2 separate regions of the Mus musculus genome follow, and region 2 is linked to region 1. The links are chromatin contacts, called in public promoter capture Hi-C maps. All regions are on one chromosome and are shown on one strand. The core of a region is the stretch at or near the end of the contact, and the rest is flanking DNA. Distances in the headings are between cores, read along the strand shown.

Evidence for each region. Promoter capture Hi-C pulls out the DNA fragments that hold promoters and counts their contacts.
Region 2: a promoter capture Hi-C map of liver shows a contact between it and region 1, with 2.8 times the contacts expected there. The contact joins the promoter of Ccdc153 here to the promoter of Pou2f3 in region 1. A contact is called at or near these places in 3 of 39 promoter capture datasets (cranial neural crest and liver).

What each region holds. Positions count from the first base shown.
Region 1 is chr9:43,204,450-43,207,109 of GRCm38.p6, reverse strand. It overlaps Pou2f3 (POU domain, class 2, transcription factor 3), which reads left to right and starts at 1,355. Exons shown (of 13, transcript NM_011139.2): 1 at 1,355-1,456. The coding sequence starts at 1,429.
Region 2 is chr9:44,239,385-44,242,044 of GRCm38.p6, reverse strand. It overlaps Ccdc153 (coiled-coil domain containing 153), which reads right to left and starts at 1,368. Exons shown (of 7, transcript NM_001081369.2): 1 at 1,322-1,368; 2 at 969-1,047; 3 at 358-423. The coding sequence starts at 1,038.

The sequences.
Region 1 (2,660 bases), core at 106-2,605:
TTTATTTATTTATTATATGTAAGTACACTGTAGCTGTCTTCAGACACTCCAGAAGAGGGAGTCAGATCTCATTACAGATGGTTGTGAGCCACCATGTGCTTGCTGGGATTTGAACTCAGGACCTTTGGAAGAGCAGTCAGTGCTCTTAATTGCTGAGCCATCTCTCCAGCTCCTTCCTTCCTTCCTTCCTTCCTTCCTTCCTTCCTTCCTTCCTTCCTTCCTTCCTTCCTTCCTTCCTTTCTTTCTTTCTTTCTTTCTTTCTTTCTTTCTTTCTTTCTCTTTCTTCCTTTTAAGGCTGAAAAGCCCAAGACCATCCTCGGAAATGACTTGGGCTGGGGCTGGGGGTGGAAGGTTAATGGGGATCGTATCTGGAAAGGAGATGAAAAGGGAAGCTCTGCCCTCCTGTCAGCACACGGCTTTCTGAGCTGGCTGGATGTGTTCCTCTGAGGCACAGAGTCACTCGCTGGCCCCTGAAGAGTGGGAGATTTTTGCCCTTGCAGGCTCCATCTCTGGCAAATTGCAGAGTTTGGATAAGTCACTCCAGTCCCTGAAAAGTGAACTCCATCACAACTGCTGACATTGGCGAATATTCTCCACACCCTTCTCCCTCATAACTTGGGACCAGAGGTGATTGATGGTGGGAACCGGCAGGAAAGGGACAGCCGTGTCTCTCTGGAAAGAGCCCTGGAAAGAGTCAGAAGAAGCTGCTGCAAGTGACAAGGGTAAACCACAGGAAATCAGCCCGGTTTAGTCACCTGCTTAGCTCTCATAGATAGCAGTTATTAACCACAGGCCCCGTTGTATAGATGAGTAAAATGGGGTCAGAGAGGTGAACAGCCTGACCCAAGCCACGGCGGTGGTAAGCGGTTGGAAGGCAAGACCATTCGCAGCAACCCCTTGTCTTCTCCAAACACTCGCAGGTTCTGAGCAGCACTGCTTACTCTTCTGGAGCCCAACTAGGCAGAAGCCTGGGGTTCCCCGAAAGAGCAAAACTGCCCCAGGAGTAGGAGCCGCTGAGGGCGTGATGGGGAAGGACTGCCAGGCGGGGTCTCGACGGACAGGTGTTCCTCAGGGTCGGGACCCGCCCCGGCAGCACCTTGACACCCCTCTCCCGGCCCCCAGTTCCACGTATGCAAATCCCTGTTTTGCATGGGCCCGGGACCAAGCGCGGGGGCCCTGCCAGGGGGCGTGGCCGAGGCCCCCGCCCCGCGCCGCGTGCTCACCTGGGGAGTGTGCTAAGCCTGTCCGCGGAGTCCTGCCGGGGCCGGAGCAGCGGAGTGTGCGACCGAGGTGGCAGCCGCTCCTGTAGGGGCTGCAGCTGCGGCGGCAGAGGGCGGGAGGAGGGAGACCCTGGCTTCCCCGGGGGCCAGGCTGGGGCAGCAGCGAGGGACCTGGGGGGGCGCAGGCTTTGGCCCCGCCTGGGGCAGGATGGTGAATCTGGAGCCCATGCACACAGGTAAGGGGAAGAGGGAGTGAGCTCCGACAGGTGTCACTGCGCGTGGGAAGGGACCAAGGACAGGGACACCATTGCACCACGCGAGGGGCTGGGGGGTGGGGGTGGCGTTAACTCCTCGGCGGCCAGGAGAGGGCGATGCGGATAGCGGGTCCTTCCGGGCTGGCGTGGATAGGTAGGTATGGGGAGAGGGGTTAAAAGGAGCAACTTTGAAATATGAAATCTTGGAGAACAATGGAGAGAGGCATGAAGTTCCTGAAGCCCCAGATCTGGGGAGTTAGTGCGTGGGACTTGGGTGTGCTGAAGCACTGGAGTCCCAGGAGGTTGCAGGAGTTGGGTGGTTCAATCACTCAGCTAGGGTGTGGACCTGGGAGTGCATACGTGTATCCACATGCTGCGTGTTTGGTGTCCGGGCACCTGTGTGAAATGCAGGCAAAGTGGGCATGGGGGGTGCCTAGGGGAAGTGGGTAGGGTGGAGCAAATCCAAAGGCGCACCTGGGGCAGATGCCATGCCACGGGATCGTTCATTGATTAGGGCTTGTGCAAGCATGTGTTTGTGTGTATGTGTGTCATGAGTGTCTGTCTGTCCCCCTTGTGTGTTGGGAGGATGGGTGGAGTAAGCGCCAAAGAACCTGATGAGACTTGGACCACACGTGTTCCGGTTGTGTTGGAGGTGTGTCCACTCATTATCCATTGGTCATCTATGTTATGGGCTCAATGCATAATGGGTCTATATGCCAGAGGGGATGGCAACAGGCACATCTGAGTCCGATATCCTTTGACCTCCTTTCCTGAGGAAACCAGGAGATGAAATAGCCCGGAGTCAGTTACCCTGTAGCTTACAAATGGGAGGTGGGCGTGGAGAGACCCAGCCCTGTCAATCACTTTGATCCTCTGTGCATTGCTGGGCTAAGGATGCTACTAAGCTAGAAAGTTAGACTTGCTGATGGGTTGAGGTGGGGGAAAGGGCTGATCTTCTCATTGGCTGCCTGAGGTGTTGGGCAAGTAACAGAATCAAAATGCAAAAAGCTGTACCTAATTTGACCACTCACAGCCTAGTACCTTACCTCTTGCACACAGTGCAAGGGCCTAGTAATTTTTCCTTAGGACTTGAGGGTTGCTGTAGAAATTGTATGGATTGCTCTAGAAGAACAGGATGGGAGGAAAGGAGGAAAAGGAGAAAAGGGGAAGGGGGGAGAAAGTAGAT
Region 2 (2,660 bases), core at 119-2,618, 1.0 Mb before region 1:
TATAGTTAAGCCTATAGGGCATTTTCTTAATCAGTGAATGATGGGGAGGGCCCAGCCCATTGTGGGTGGTGCTACCCCTTTGCTGGTGGTCCTGGGTTCTATAAAAAAGCAGGCTGAGCAAGCCATGGAGAGCAAGCCAATTAGCAGCACCCCTCCATGACTTCCGTATCAGCTCCTGTCTCCAGGCTCCTAGCTCCTCTCCTGACTTCTTTCAATAATAAACAGTGCTTTGGGTGCGCAAGCCAGATAAACCATCTCCTCCCCACGTTGCTTTGGTTGTGGTGTTTCTTCACAGCAGTGATAACCCTGACTAGGACCTGTCATTGCTGCTGTCTCCTGAGGCTCCACACTCCTTACCCAAGCGGTCCTGAAGCAGCTCCTTCTCGAGCAGCACCAGCCTGTGCTTGGCCTCAGCCTCCACACCTGTCGTGGCAAACCACGGAGTCTTAGGCTACGCTGATCTCGCCCCTGCCCTGTCTTCCTCCCGCACTTTTTGCAGGATGGGGGAAGATCACTGATACCCAATGCCAAAATCTGACAAATTCATAGCCAAGCCTTCACTGCCTTGTACTTGGTGTGTGCTCAAAAGAAGGGTGAAACAGATGACAGAGGCAAAGGACTAGAGGGGGCTCCAGGGGGAGAGAGGCAGTCTCCGGTCCCCAGCCTGGCCGAATCTGAACTCAGGGCTCTGAAGAGGAGGGCAAGAGAGCCTCACTTTAGCCAACTGTGGTGTCAATGCCTAACTAATGCCAGGCATTGTGAGCACCAGGCTGTCCCAGCACTAGGAGGACTAGGAGGATACGTTTGAGGCTTGCCTGGGTTTCTTAGTGACCCTGTGTCAAAAGAACAAAAGACAAAACCAAAACAAACGCCCTCTGTCTTGTTGCCCAGGGAGCTGGATTCCCTCTAAGGACCTTGGTGTGGACATGGACATGCAGGGGCACTGGCCTTCACCCATGGTGACTCACCAGGACTTGAATTCTTTTTCTTCTTCCGTGCCTCAGCTTTTCTCCCCCTTCCTTTGGTTTTAGGTGGCATCCCGCTGTCCTGACGAAGGGAAGACCTATGTAGGTCAGCATACAGACAGGCTTTCCTGACTCTTACACTGAGTTGGTTGGGGGTTTCTGGAGCATCAGAGTGCCAGTCTCCCAGTGCATCTTACACTTCTATAGAAGCTTCATTTCTTGGTCTCTGGGACCCTTAGGGAGGGCTGGGATCACTGAGGGAGAACAATCCTATGTGCAGCAGTCAGCTTCTTAGAGAAACTTCTGGACATCCCTTCTCTCTCCCCAACTTGTGTACTCTCCTCCTTCCTACCTACCTGCAAGACTTTCTGTTGCTTGTGTGGTGTCTCCCTGGGAAATGACATGTCATGGGGACAGTAAAGAGAGACCCAAGTAGATTGAGTCTAGGGAGGAGCCTGGGTCCTGGGAGCCAATCCAAGGTGTAAAACTTCCTCAAGAGGTGGGACCAAGAACTGGGATGTTGGGTTTCTGGATACTGCACGTTGTCCAGGCAACTGGAAAACTCAGGCAGGTGGGTGAGCTAAATCAGCTCATACAAAGGAAAGCTTCTCTTTTTACCTCCATATCCTAGCCCTAAAGAAGAGGCTTAGGAGCCGAATAGCTATTATTCATGTCTACACAGGCACTACCTGTGGTCTGGAGACTCTCCAGGCTAGGAATCTACAAACTTGCAGTCTGGGAGAGCAGTGTTTTGCAAGACATAGGGAAAGCAGGGATAGCGGCCATCACAGCTACTTTATATCTGGAGGTTTCGTGTGAACACAGTGACATTATTTACTTTAAAACAGAAGGTTTGGGGGCTGGAGAGATGGCTCAGTGGTTGAGAGCACTTGGCTGCTCTCCCAGAGGTCCCGAGTTCAATTTCCAGCAACAGCATGGTGGTTCACATCCATCTGTAATGGTATCGGATGCCCTCTTCTGGTGTGTCTGAAGACCACCAGATACATAAAATAAATAAATAAATGTTTTGTTTGTTTTTTGTTTTTTGTTTTTGTTTTTGTTTTTTTTTAAACAACAACCTGAAGGTTTGCCTCAAAAAGGCTACTGTGGTGTGTGAGGGAAACATGTTCTGACACAGGTAGTTGAAAGGATGCTGACCCACAAAGAGGAACACAAATTAGACAAGAGTCTGGAGTTCAGCTACTTAATTTTGCTCAGCTTGTATTTCTTGGTGTATAAGTTTTGTAGCTCCTGAAATCCCCAGACGTCAGTGCAGTGTTTACAGGACTCCTTTTTCCCTCTCCAGTCAATCTTGCCTTCTCCCACTATTTCTTTATGAGGTTTAATCTGCAGGCAGGGGTTTAGCAGCCCCCAGGCTCCCTGCAGCATAAAGTTGCTTAGGGCTCCCTCTAGTGGACTTGCTTGACCGCCTGCACCTCCTAAAGTTTGCAGTTGGTAATTTCTTGGGCAATATTGGGGGAGATCCCCTTTACGGGGTGTTTTTTAGTATCTTATGTATAATTAAAATTTGATTGTTGGCAGAAAGCATGACGGGAAGCCCTCCCTCCATCTGGGAGAGATCCGTCTGGACCTGTGCCATCTCTGGGCACCATAATGTCACCATACATAGAATTTAAACAAGCCTTCCTCCCTGTGGATTATGGAACCTACAGATCCTTTTTAGGCATGTCTGTC